2 separate regions of the Capra hircus genome follow, and region 1 is linked to region 2. The links are chromatin contacts, called in public Hi-C maps. All regions are on one chromosome and are shown on one strand. Each heading gives the region's core, a stretch centred on a gene start, on an enhancer-like site or on the middle of the called end of the contact. The rest is flanking DNA. Distances are from core to core; before and after follow the strand shown. Region 1 has its middle 12 kb from the start of CCL16. Region 2 overlaps LOC102179130 (WAP four-disulfide core domain protein 3).

The links. Hi-C and Micro-C count contacts between places; a contact is called where the count stands out from the background.
Region 1: a contact with region 2 is called in a Hi-C map of blood, with 2.9 times the contacts expected there. The contact joins two enhancer-like sites. A contact is called at or near these places in 2 of 5 Hi-C or Micro-C datasets (both in blood).

The regions. Positions count from the first base shown.
Region 1 is chr19:14,124,340-14,127,039 of ARS1.2, forward strand. No RefSeq gene overlaps it. Among named protein-coding and RNA genes, the nearest start is that of CCL16, 12 kb to the left of the region's middle. Within about 2 kb of position 1,357, at least 2 of the 5 cell types and tissues checked have an H3K27ac peak or open chromatin away from gene starts, as enhancers often do.
Region 2 is chr19:13,837,296-13,840,062 of ARS1.2, forward strand. All of the region lies in intron 12 of LOC102179130 (WAP four-disulfide core domain protein 3), which reads right to left. Among named protein-coding and RNA genes, the nearest start is that of HEATR6, 39 kb to the left of the region's middle. Within about 2 kb of position 1,321, at least 1 of the 5 cell types and tissues checked has an H3K27ac peak or open chromatin away from gene starts, as enhancers often do.

The sequences.
Region 1 (2,700 bases), core at 107-2,606, 290 kb after region 2:
GATGTCTGGGAAATAGTAAATTGAGGTGGGGGATCAAGAGTTCTGTTTGGCCCGTGTTTATTTTGAGGTGCTAATTAGGTGTCCATGAGGCCGTGTGGAAAAGGAAGTTGGCTATGGGAGTCTGGAAGGCCAGGGAATGGTCAAGCTGGAGTATATAAAACCCTGGGGCCAGACGGAGTCAGCTGGGGAGAGTGTGGAACAGGTAATGAGCAATGGGCTCGTGGGCGTTCAAACATTTAGAGACAAGAGCAGGAGTGACACATAGATGGACTGGATCAGTAGCCAGGGAGATGGCAGGAAAACCCAGAGGGTGTGGTAACTGATAAGCCAAGAAAATCATTTAATCAAGAGAAAGTTATCAAATGTGCTCAGTGCTGCCGAGAGATAAAGGAAGAGCAGAGAGGGGCTTCCCAGGTGGTCCGGGAGCTAAGACTCCACACTCCCAACGCAGGCAGCCTGGATTCAATCCCAGGTCAGGGAACTGGATCCCTCACATGCAACTAAGACCCAGCACAGCCCAGTAAATATTTTTTTAAAAAGAAGAATAGAGAAAAGTTCTTTGGAGTTGACCTTTGAAGGTCATGGGCTTCCCTGGTGACTCAGAGGGTAAAGAACCTGCCCACAATGCAGGAGACCTCGGTTTGATCCCTGGGTGGGGAAGATCCCCTGGAGATGAAGATGGCTACCCACTCCAGTATTCTTGCCTGGAGGATTCCATGGACAGAGGAGCCTGGCAGGCTACAGTCCAGGGGGTCGCAAAGAGTCGGAAACGACTGAACGACTAACACTTCCACTTTTTTCCTTTTGAAGGTCATCCATGAGTCAGTAAGTCTCAGTGGAAAACAGTGATAGAAGCCCAACCAAAGGGGTAGGGGGAGAACAGAGGCTGTGGAAGGGGAGCCCAGAACGCTACAGAGGCAGCTCCAGCAAGAGCTCTTCTATGAGGGGAAGCCAAAATTAGGTCAAGGGCCAGAAGGTTCAAGGGAGGATTTTTAAAGATGTGAGCATTTGAAGCAGGTTCACGTGTTGATGTACGACGTGTTCAACCTCTTGGAGATGCAGCTTCTCTTTGCTGTGAAATGACTGAAACCAGCAATCACAGGTTACTAGGAGAATCACACCAGTTAACATGTTAAGAGGACGCAGCGCTAGGCCTGCCTCACAGCTGGGATTCAGAGCTTGTGAGCTCCCCTCCCCGAGCGAGAAGGCACAAGGCCAGCAGGTTCTCCCTGGTGGGGCGAGAGGACAGCCCTCGGTTCCTACATTCCGATTATGACAGAGGAGGAGAAGCTGGTGGGTGGAAGGCAACCAGATTGTGAACACTAGGACTGAGAAATTGCATGGGCCCCTTTGTGCTCACCCTAAACACACACTCAGAGCTTCCTCTTCTGCTGGCATTCTTCCCAGAAAGGAGCCTTCCGCTCCAGACCCTACAGCGGGGGTTTCTCATCTGAACCACAGAACACGAGCAGCTTCAGTGGCTATTTGGTCAACTTTCCCAAGAGTGATGCCAAGGAGAGAGGCTCGTCCCTTACCTCCAGTGCAGGTCTTTGAACCCAGCTGAAAGGGCTGCCTAGAGGGCAGGGACCACCACTTCTAATTTACCCTGCTCCCACCGCCGACCCACCCATCTCTTGTGCCAGGGGAGGGGTTGGAGGTGTCATTTCATGAAATGTCTATCCATGAAATTCACACTAAGGAGGGCGGCAAGGGGAAGGAAGGGAGTAACACTCGTGTTCAGAAGTCAGCGTGAGAGACCCCTTCTGACTGCCAGTCAGGGGGTCAGGGCAAGGACGTGTCACCACGGAGATAGTGTTTTAAACAAGGTTCCCAGAGGTTAAGGGTTTTCAGGCTGACTTGATCTTAGGAAAATTGGAGGGCAGCGCCACCCAGTGGTTAAAAGCCACATAGTGACTAGCTGCTGTGACGTATTTTCTTGGGTTCCAAAATCACTCTGGAGAGTGACTGCAGCCACGAAATAAAAGACACTTGCTCCTTGGGGAAAAAGCCATGACAAACTCAGCGTATTAAAAGGCAGAGACATCACTTTACCGACAAACGTCCGTATCACCAAAGCTATGGTTTTTCCAGTAGTCATGTATGGATATAAAAAGTTGGACCATCAAGAAGGCTGAGTGCCGAAGAACTAATACTTTTGAATTGTGGTGCTGGAGAAGACCCTTGGGAGTCCCTTGAACTGCAAGGAGATCAAATCACTCAATCCAAGAGGAAATCAACTCTGAATATTCATTGGAAGAACTGATGCAGAAGCTGAAGCTCCAATACTTTGGTCACCTGATGCAAAGAGCCAACTCATTGGAAAAGACCCTAATGCTGGGAAAGACTGAGGGCAAGAGAAGGGGGCAGCAGAGGATGAGATGGTTGGATGGCATCACTGACTTGATGGACATGAGTTTGAGCAAACTCCGGGAGATAGTAAAGGACAGAGAAGCCTAGAGTGCTGCCGTTCCTGGGGTCGCAAAGAGTTGGACACGACTTAGCTATTCAGCTGCATACGACTGAACTACGACAAGCCACTGTGTATTCTTAAAGGGCTAACACACGTGGCTATGTCCAGGAAGACCCACCTGTGCATTAGACCTGCTGCTCAGAGGCCCCTCATGTTGCCCACCTCTCCCAGATTTCTCTCTCCCCTTTTACAGGGAGCTGAGGCTTCCAGTTCACGTCGAGGCAGAACCG
Region 2 (2,767 bases), core at 71-2,570:
GCCTTCTTAATCTCGATGTACAGAAACCGAGACGCTGGGAGCTTGAGTAACGCCCACAAGACCCCTGAGCTAGAAAAAAGCAGGCGCAGCATCTGAGACACACAGCTCTTTCAAAAGAAAGATTTGAAAAGAAGCTTCCTCGTTACTGCTGCCGCCTCTCTGTAGCACTAACATCTGTGTTCACTCATGAACCAGGACGGGAGGACAGCCCCAGAAAGCTGCTTCTATCAGAAGACCTTCTCAGGACGGTGCTGTGGATCCTGACTAAGGGAAGGGAGGGGAGCTGCGGAGGAAGGCAAGACGTGGGGAAATCCCACCGGGACAGGGCTCGCTTGCTGCAGTTGGGACTTTCAGAAAAAAGAACAGAACCCACCATATGACAGATGCGGGTCCTTTCTATTCCACGTTCTGTGCCTTGAGGAAATGAAGAAAGAGACAGAAGTGGGTAAGTGGTGACTCTTGAAGAGTTCCTCCTGCAGGGAGGCTGCAGAAAATTGTTCAGGGTTTTTCAAATTGAGGACACCAGCTTTGCCAGGTATTAACAAGTCACATAACTTTTCTGACCTCAAATTTCTATGTCTAGGAAATGATTGTGACATGACAGCTTAAAAAGATGTTATGAGGAATCAAGGCACTCACACTTCCCCCTCATCCACTCCACCCAGAGCTGCCAGGTATGGCTTTACAGGTTGTGCGTAATTTTACAATGATGACTGGTGACAGGATGAGCAGGACTGTAATCCCTCCCATCTTCATCCTGAAGCCTTCCACCTGGGCCCTGCCTCCACCCAGAGAGAAGGGCAATTTTTCCATATGGATAAATGTAGTCGGTTGCCAAACTGAGCACCCACTGGACTCTGTCCACTGCAAGAGGCCTTTTTCTCATTCTCCCAATGGTGACATTTGAGCTTGTGGTGATTTCCATCCATCCTTAGTGGCCCAGCCAAAAGCCAAGCGGATGTCTGTCTGTGCAAATGCTCCCTCTTGACCAAGGGATCCTCGGGGAAGGCGTACATCTGGCACTCACCCTTCACTTGTTTCTGGGCTACCACTTATTGAGCACTGACTAAGTGCCAGGCACCTGGCTACATATTTAGCAGAATCTCACTTAATCCTTAGAATGACCCTGTTAGATAGGGGCTATTATCCTTGTTTTAGGATGAGTAACTTGCAGCCATCTCAGAGCTGGGAAAAGGAGGGGCCAGGGTTTGAATGCAGTCTGTGTGACTGCAAGCCTCCTCGTTACCCTCTACTGCTCTGAAGGCTCTCTGGAGCTAGCAGCCGTGTTCTCATGTGAGCCAGGACAATGATGTCAGCCCCAGGACTAGCCTTCCCCATCAGAAGCCCCAGGGCCTCCTGTCCTAGCTCCACAGACTGGGGCTCTGTGGGTCAGGAGGGGAGTCCCAGGGGAAACTCCATCAGCCAGCCAGATGTGGCGAAACACCCGCCCTGGAACAGAGGCAGCTGCTCCAGTTGGCCTTGCAGAGAACAGGACAAGAAGATCTGAGCAGGAAGGAGATGTCCTAAGCAGGCAGCGTGGCTGTGAGAATGAGCCAGAGTGTGGCCAGCAGCTGCCACGCTAGGGACACACACTTGTGGCCACTTCATGCAAAGATGCAGGGTGGGTTTTTTCCTTATAGTTTGAATGTGGAGGAAAATACAGGCCACGTGGATAATGTCCCTTCATTGTTACTTCTTTGGGAGGCAGCGTGATCTGGGAAGTACTCTGGCATTGGATATGAAGAGACCGCCGCTGCCTTTTATTAACTGCCTGATATAGGAGGAGCACATAATCTCCCTGAGGCCCAGTTTCCAAGCGCTTGAAATGTGGGTAATAAGATTTGCTTCTTGAAGGTGTAATGAAGATAAAATGCAAAGGTGAGGTCTACAGACATTTCTACCTTATCCGCTTTAGCCAGCACTATGTTATGAATTTTTTGGAGGGGTGTTAGTTCTAAAAGGTCTTGTAGGTCTTCATAGAACCAGAGTAATAGGCAAATTTGGCCTTGGAATATAGAATGAAGCAGGGCAAAGGCTAATAGAGTTTTGCCAAGAGAACTCACTGGTCATAGCAAACACCCTCTTCCAACAGCACAAGAGAAGACTCTACACACGGACATCACCAGATGGTCAACACTGAAATCAGATTGATTATATCCTTTGCAGCCAATGATGGAGAAGCTCTATACAGTCAGCAAAAACAAGACCGGCAGCGGACTGTGGCTCAGATCATGAACTCCTTATTGCCAAATTCAGACTGAAATTGAAGAAAGTGGGGAAAACCACTAGACCATTCAGGTATGACCTAAATCCAATGCCTTATGATTATACAGTGGAAGTGAGAGATAGATTTAAGGGACTAGATCTGATAGATAGAGTGCCTGATGAACTCTGGATGGAGGTTCATGAGATTGTACAGGAGACAGGGATCAAGACCATCCCCAAGAAAAAGAAATGCAAAAAAGCAAAATGGCTGTCTGGGGAGGCCTTACAAATAGCTGTGAAAAGAAGAGAAGTGAAAAGCAAAGGAGAAAAGGAAAGATATAAGCATCTGAATGCAGACTTCCAAGGAATAGCAAGAAGAAATAAGAAAGCATTCTTCAGTGATCAATGCAAAGAAATAGAGGAAAACAACAGAATGGGAAAGACTAGAGATCTCTTCAAGAAAATTAGAGATACCAAGGAAATATTTCATGCAAAGATGGGCTTGGTAAAGGACAGAAATGGTATGGACCTAAGAGAAGCAGACGATATTAAGAAGAGGTGG